Regions from separate parts of the Sus scrofa genome. Here region 1 is linked to region 2. Evidence: chromatin contacts called from public promoter capture Hi-C data. All regions are on one chromosome and are shown on one strand. Each heading gives the region's core, a stretch centred on a gene start, on an enhancer-like site or on the middle of the called end of the contact. The rest is flanking DNA. Distances are from core to core; before and after follow the strand shown. Region 1 holds the start of DPY19L3 (probable C-mannosyltransferase DPY19L3). Region 2 holds the start of ZNF507 (zinc finger protein 507).

Region 1 (3,306 bases), core at 4-2,503, 61 kb after region 2:
AACAGACTCATTTTTTTTCCCTAGAGTGAGACAATTTAAGAAAAAACTAATAAGGGGGGGAATTCTATTTATGGAGGAATCAATTCACATATGTATTTACTAAGCGCACAAATGTATTTTACGTAAGGCATCCTAAGGTGAAAGAGAAAGATTATAAATACACAGTTCCTGTTCTTAAGTCCATAACATGAAATAAAGACACCAACAATCAATGTTGAAACATGACAAATGCCATCTGAAAAAACAGCTGACACTTATTTTTATTAAAACCAACCAGCACCTCAACCCATTCTCACAATGTGTTTGTTATTAATAGCAACAGACACATAAAGGAGGAGAAAAATAGCAAACAAGGGTAACTAGGAAAGGCACCTGGCTGATGGTTGAAGTAATTCCTGGAATTAGACAGATGGGCAGTCTTTTCACAGGTGGAGGACCCAGAGGACCACTTCTTTACAAAAATCAATTAACATGTGCTCTGAGAATCTGCTGACAAAAGGCTTTAACCTACTGTTGTTCTTCGCAGTGTAATTAGCAAAGATATCCACGTATACAGCACAGCAACCGCCCTTAAAAAAGGCTTAGCCTGAGTATCGAGACGGAGTAACACAATAAATTCAGAGGACAGAGGAATATATTTAAGAAGACAAAACTGGGAAGAAGATAGTGACCTCCAACCCCCAAAGAGAGGTGTCTTTGGAGATGCGAAAGTATCTCTGTAGGACTCTCACTGCCAGTCGGTAAGCCTTCCAAGCACAGGTCAGGGTACGGGTGCCAGGACCAGGGGAGGGGGGCGCCCCGGGGTGCCCCAGGCCCTGCAACGCGGGAAGGTGGGAGACGTACGAGTGGCCAAACTGCAGCCATCCGTCGTGCCTTTACCGACCCCTCTACAGCCTTCAGCACAGGGGCACTAGCGGAAGGAAGTTTTTCGCGGCCATCGGCCCGCCCCACCCAACTCCCCTGGGGCCGGAGTGGTCCCGCCGCTCCCGCGGTCAGATCTGAGGCCACCCTTCCTCGCAGCCCGGGCCTCCTCCAGAGAGCCGCGCCTCCCGCTCTGGCCTAGGGGTGGCGGGCGTCTGCGAGGGTGAGGGTGGCCTCGGATCGGCGGTCGGTAGCACGGTTCCAGTGGCTCCGAGCGGGGTCCTGGCAGCGACAGGACTTCGCGGGTCTCTGCAGGATTGGCTGGTCTGGCGACCGGAAGTGCGCCGCTACCTTCCGGCCGGCGCCGCACGAGACGGGGCGGGGCGCCCCGGGAGGGGGCGGGGGGCCGCGCTGACGGACGGCTCCCATGGCCTATGGGCGCGGCCGCAGCGGCCCGGCCTCCCTGGCGCGCCCCCTCCCCGGGGCGGCTGACGCCCCCCAGCCCCCCATTTCCAGGGTGCTGCACAAAGCGCCGAGACTTACCGGGTCCTGGCTGTCCGCCGCGGTGCTTTGCAGGCGCTGGTGTGGCCCCGCCCCCGTGGCCCTCGGCGTCCCCAACTGGCCGGCCTCCTTCCCTGTCCGGAGCCGCGCGAGGACGGCCGAGGCCGCAGGTCTGTGACTGCGTGTCGGGCGGCGCGAGGGGATGTGAGGGCGCGAGGCTTCGGCGGCGGTCCCAGAGTGTCCCGCGGGCAGGCAGGCGGGCCGCGCTGCGTCCTTGCCTAGAGGCGTTCGGCCGAATCCGCCGTGCAGACCGAAAGCCTCTCGGACCGCCCCGCCGTTTCGCTCAGTCGGGGGGCGCGGCCCTGGCCCTCGCGGAGACTTGGGTCGCCTGGTGTGGGACCCGGCGCCCACTTGTCCGCCTGAGATGGGGGGGCCGGGGCCGCAACTCCGGAGAGAGCAAGTTTGCTGAGGGCGGGGCGCTTTCTCATTTTGGCCGCGCGGGCAGAGGGAGGGCCTGAGTGGTCTCCGGCCTCGGGGGCCAGTCGACTTCCTGGGTGAGCCAGGGCAAGTACTGAACTTCGGCCCCTCGGGGTCTGGCGGGGACCTCGGTCGCCGAAGGGTCGAGGTGCGGAGGTGAGCCGAATAACGTGCTCTGCAGCGCTCTGGGATGCCCAGTACGCGCTGTTCTTCTAAGCTGTAGAGAAAGAAGCACCGCTTTCATTTAAGATGGCATGCCTTGTCATTTGATGGGGAAACTTTTGTTTCGCAGGGCCATGTGATTATCACAGTGGGATTATCACGCATAGTTGGCCCTTAAATATTTGTTGCCCTTCAGTCTTAACGTGTTACAGTGTGTCTCACTTGTGGGATTTTTACAACTCTGCTCAGAGCCCTTAGAAAGGGCTTAAGGCCAGGACGAGGTAATTTGGGGATAAACTCATCTCTTGGACTTTGCCAACCCTCCTTTTCTCCCGCGTCTGTCCAGATTCTCCATTTTCGGTGCTCGCCGCTAAGTCTGTTTTGCTTCTCAGATTTTTTTTTTTTTTTTTGGTACGTATGAATGAATGAGTTAATTGTATGATGTTGATTGCTTTCTTCTTTTCAATAGAGCAACCTGTTTACCTTTAGGACTCTGTAAACTGCCCCAACAATCGTGTCCGGCAACCGGTCTTAATTAATAATTAGTTAAACGCTGTTCATTCTTCGCAGGAGTGATGCAAGATGTTCTGGGGGACTGTAGCCAGCTTACTCACTGCCACCACTCCCCCGCCTCCCACTTGCTGCTTCCAAACCAGGCTCCTGCTCCCTGCTGTCACTCCCACTGTTGCTCCCTGGCATAGCAACTGCCCTGATTGGCACACCCCCGCTGCCATCACCACTGAGGCATATTCCCGATTTTTCCAGTGTGAATTGTTTGAAAGAATATCGGTATCAAATTCAGATACCTGAGATAAAACAATATTTCAGGGAGTTCCCTGGTGGTCTGTCAGCTTCAGGATCTGGTGTTGTCACTGCTGTGTGTCAAGTCGTTGTTGTGGTGCAGGTTTGACCCCTGCCTTGGGATCTTCCACTTTCTATGGGTGCGGCCCAAAAAAACCCGAAACAATATTTCAGTTCTTCAGAATTAGGCTATCAACAATCTGCTAATTTACTTAACTGCTTAATGGTACCGTAGAAAATAATATAAAATTATATAATTATGTGACACATTGTATTGTAACTGCTATGACTGGGGAAGAGGAAAGATCCGCAGGAACTTGGGCATCCCAGGAAGGAGGGCTTCCTGGAAGAAGGACAGGGGCTTGTCTGTGATGCTCACCTGTATCCCTAATTCTGGGCAATGCCTTCCAGAGAACAGAAGCGTCATAAATGTGGTTGTCCTAAAGAAGTATTTGTGGTGTGTCTTGAGAGCAGCTTTGAAGGCTGGTTAAGATTTGGATGGGA
Region 2 (3,429 bases), core at 289-2,788:
TTCCTTCTTTTTAGTTTTTTGGTTCAACTGGCAAAGAATTCTGTGGAAAAGCAGGGTTCTAACTTCGTGGGTTTCCCCACCCCCGCATTCAAGTGAGTTTGTATCCTGAGCTGAGATACTTACCGTTATCTCAGGAATTACTGACCTGTTTGAACAATGACTAGGTTTTACTGGATCTTCTTTTCACTTGATAAGTGAGAGCCCAAACTGCTTTAAGTACACCTGGAAGTCCCCGAGAGATACTTGTTTTATTGCACCTTTTTTTAAACTGAGTTTTGCAGATACTGCATTTTTTTTTTTTCTGCAAATTGCAGGTTTGAGGCACCCCTGCCCCAAGCTGGTCTATCAGTGCCACTTTTAACAGCGTTTGCTCACTTCGTGTCTCTGCCTCGCATCTGGGTAATTCTTGCAATATTTCTTTATTGTTATTACTATATTTATTATAGTGATCTATAACCTTTGATGTTATCATTGCAAAAAGATTACGACTCTGTGAAGGCTTGATGATGGTTAGCATGTTTTAGCAATAAAGAATTTTTTAATAAAGGCATGTATACTGTTTTGCAAGCACAATGCTATTGTACACTTATACAGTATAGTATAACCATAACTTTTATATGCACTGGGAAACCAGAAACTTCATGCAACTCACATTACTGCAGTAGTTGAGAACCAAATCCATAATGCCTGTATCTCAATGCACAAGTCCATTACCACGCCTGGAATCTTCAGTGTTTTTGCCCTGCTCCTACTGTTCACGGCCCACCTGCTCAGTCCAGAGACAAGCACCCTGCTGTATAGTTCCTACTATATAAAACCTGCCCACCATTCCTGAAGTTGGGTGGACTGCTTCACTCACACTGCATTTTACTGTCAGGCGGGGTACCAGAACAGGACTGCTTACGACCCTGGAGTGTACGTGGAAAACAGATCCAGACGACACACACTCTGAGCCCTCAGAGGACTGAGGCTGTGTTATTAAGTCAAGCAAGCTCCAAGTCTGGCCCTACAACCCCCAGGATGAGTTCATTCCCTGAAAACCCTCAATCTCTCCCACAAATAAATCTTCCAGGGCCAGCTTTGCCCCGCAGCAGACACACTTTGAGGTCCAGCCACGAACCTAGATAGCACCTCTGCATTTTGGCCAAGAACCGCAAAAAGATTATAACCCAACCCAAAGCGGTAACTAAGTCAGAAGCAGCGGGCTGAAAAGAATGTCAACGCCCACTGTTCAAAGGCGATCAGGTAGAGGCTAATTGGTTATAAAACTAGCCCACAGCAGGTTTGGAAGACATAGAGGGAGTCCAAAGTGAATACTCACTGACTTCTAGACCCAACGACCACTGAGAAGACAACGTCAGGGGTATTGGAAACGCGACAACCCGCACATGAACTCGGCCTAGGTGCCGGGCATTGCACTGAGAAGGCAGGATACAGTCTTCGCGCCGGCCCAGCCAAGCGCCCCCGGGATGCCAGTGGGCGGGGCCTGAGCATCGCCCCGCCCCCGCCGCCCGCCACTCGGGTCACCTGACCTGCCCGGGGCTCACGTGATCTGTTCCCAACGCCGCCATTTTGGAGCTCCCGATGAGGAAAGGAAAAGCGGGGGAAAAGAGGGAAAAGAGCCGGGAGAGAGGTGGGCGAGGACCCGGGCGAGGGCACGGCCAGGCTCCCGGCCGGCCAAAGGAGGCTCGCGGAAGCAGCAGCTGCCGCCCGACCGCAGGTACCGCGCCCCGGGGCCGCCCCTCCGCCCGCTGTTAGCGCCGCCGCGGGCCATGTGCGTCCTCCCCTCAGGCCTCTACCGGCGCCCGCTTGCTCCTCAGCCGGCCGACACGCGACCGGTGCTCGCCACATGCGCCAAGTTCCGTGGCTCTTTTCAGTTCCCTGTGCCGCCTACGGCAAGGCCTGTGGAGACCCAGGGCTTGCCCTGCAGCTGGGGGTGGGGGGAACCTCCCGCTCACCAGCCTGGTCCGCAGGCAGGCCCGCCGAGGCGTCGCTTCCTTCCCATCAGCAGATGTGAAATCGCTTTAGGGCAGCAGGGATGGAGCGAACAACTGTGTCCTCACTGCATCTTTTGATTACTTTTCTCAACCCCCACCGCTCCAGCCCTTTAGCCGCTGTTTGGTGTAGGAAAAGCTGGTACATAGAAACAGTCCTGGTCTTCTACAGCTATTTCGAACCTCTTCGATGAAGTGATCTCCCCAGAGATGACTGGAAAAAGCTCCCACCCTCTAACACCTGGGAGCTTCCGGAGTGAATGGTTTGTGTGTGGAAGGCCTGGATGATTAATTAGGCCGAGGCCACTATCCCAACCCATAGGCGATCTTTTTAGTTACTGCAGTGGGCTGTAATTTGCTATCAGTCTGATCTCCGTTATCCGGCAATTACTAGATTTATCACCTCTTTGAGTGTGTACTTTCTAAAGTATTCTGACTCAGTGTATGGGTTGCATCATTGATCAAAAGAGAAAGCCTGGCTCTACATTCCTTTACCTCACTAACCCGTTTAAAATTAATTCAGAGGAAAGCCAAATACGTGCTTTCTGCCCTGGCAGTGAACTGTTTACTTAACCATCATCATGAAGTTGCATTCTAGGTGAAAGGAATTCGCGTTCTTTGATCTTTTAGGTTCATTCAAGCTAACATAAACAGTAGCAAAGAAAAGTAGAACAGGGGCAAGAAACTGCATTAGAAGATATATAGGTCAGTCCACTGTGTCTTATCTTTTCAGGCTGCCATTCAGTTGTAAAATTGTTGGATGTGCAGAATCACCCTTTAGATTGTTTTTGGTTAAGGTTAAAGGGGCAATGTACAATATATTGTTTCTTCATTAGAAAGTGCTAGCAATCGAACCAGTAGGTAGTATTTTGAGTCAATTAGATAAAAATTCTGAGCTAAAACATAAAATACACAATTTATTGGAGAAGTTTCTAGAGCTGTTTTTTCTAACCTTCGCAAAATCCTGAAGTCTGCTTGTTAGGTAAATTTTGTAAATTTGTGTCACGTGATCTGGTTGCATGAGCATTCCTCTGAATTTCTTTATGACATGCAATATTGGGCAATTATATACTGAAAACAAACAAACAAACAAAACATTGCTTTGTTTCACCAAGAAAGAGAAATGTTTGATACTATATACTTTCATTCTTGGCCACAGCTGGATTTTGAAGATTGATCCAAGGGACTGTATTAATTTCAGGAATTGATTTGAAAGACACTGGCTCTGCCACTTAACAGCCATGTAACCTTGGGTAAGTCACTTAAACTGCCCTGAGTGTTTCCTTATTTGTAGAGTTGTGTAACACACTAGCCTGTCCCAAAGAGTTATGAGGCTCAAACACAGTAAAGTGTTTGATAGAGCCTAACTGTGAGGGACTGTTGCTCTTTCCAGTATTGATATTTTCATCCACTTTTCTGTTCCTACTAAGAAATA

Evidence for each region. Promoter capture Hi-C pulls out the DNA fragments that hold promoters and counts their contacts.
Region 1: a contact with region 2 is called in a promoter capture Hi-C map of liver, with 3 times the contacts expected there. The contact joins the promoter of DPY19L3 here to the promoter of ZNF507 in region 2. A contact is called at or near these places in 2 of 5 promoter capture datasets (fetal liver and liver) and 7 of 47 Hi-C or Micro-C datasets (epiblast stem cells, heart right ventricle, liver and 1 more).

What each region holds. Positions count from the first base shown.
Region 1 is chr6:42,334,210-42,337,515 of Sscrofa11.1, forward strand. It overlaps DPY19L3 (probable C-mannosyltransferase DPY19L3), which reads left to right and starts at 1,254. Exons shown (of 19, transcript XM_021094264.1): 1 at 1,254-1,532.
Region 2 is chr6:42,272,654-42,276,082 of Sscrofa11.1, forward strand. It overlaps ZNF507 (zinc finger protein 507), which reads left to right and starts at 1,539. Exons shown (of 6, transcript XM_003127012.5): 1 at 1,539-1,720. The coding sequence starts at 1,585. It overlaps LOC110261352, which reads right to left and starts at 1,851. Exons shown (of 7, transcript XM_021097538.1): 1 at 1,322-1,851. The coding sequence starts at 1,851.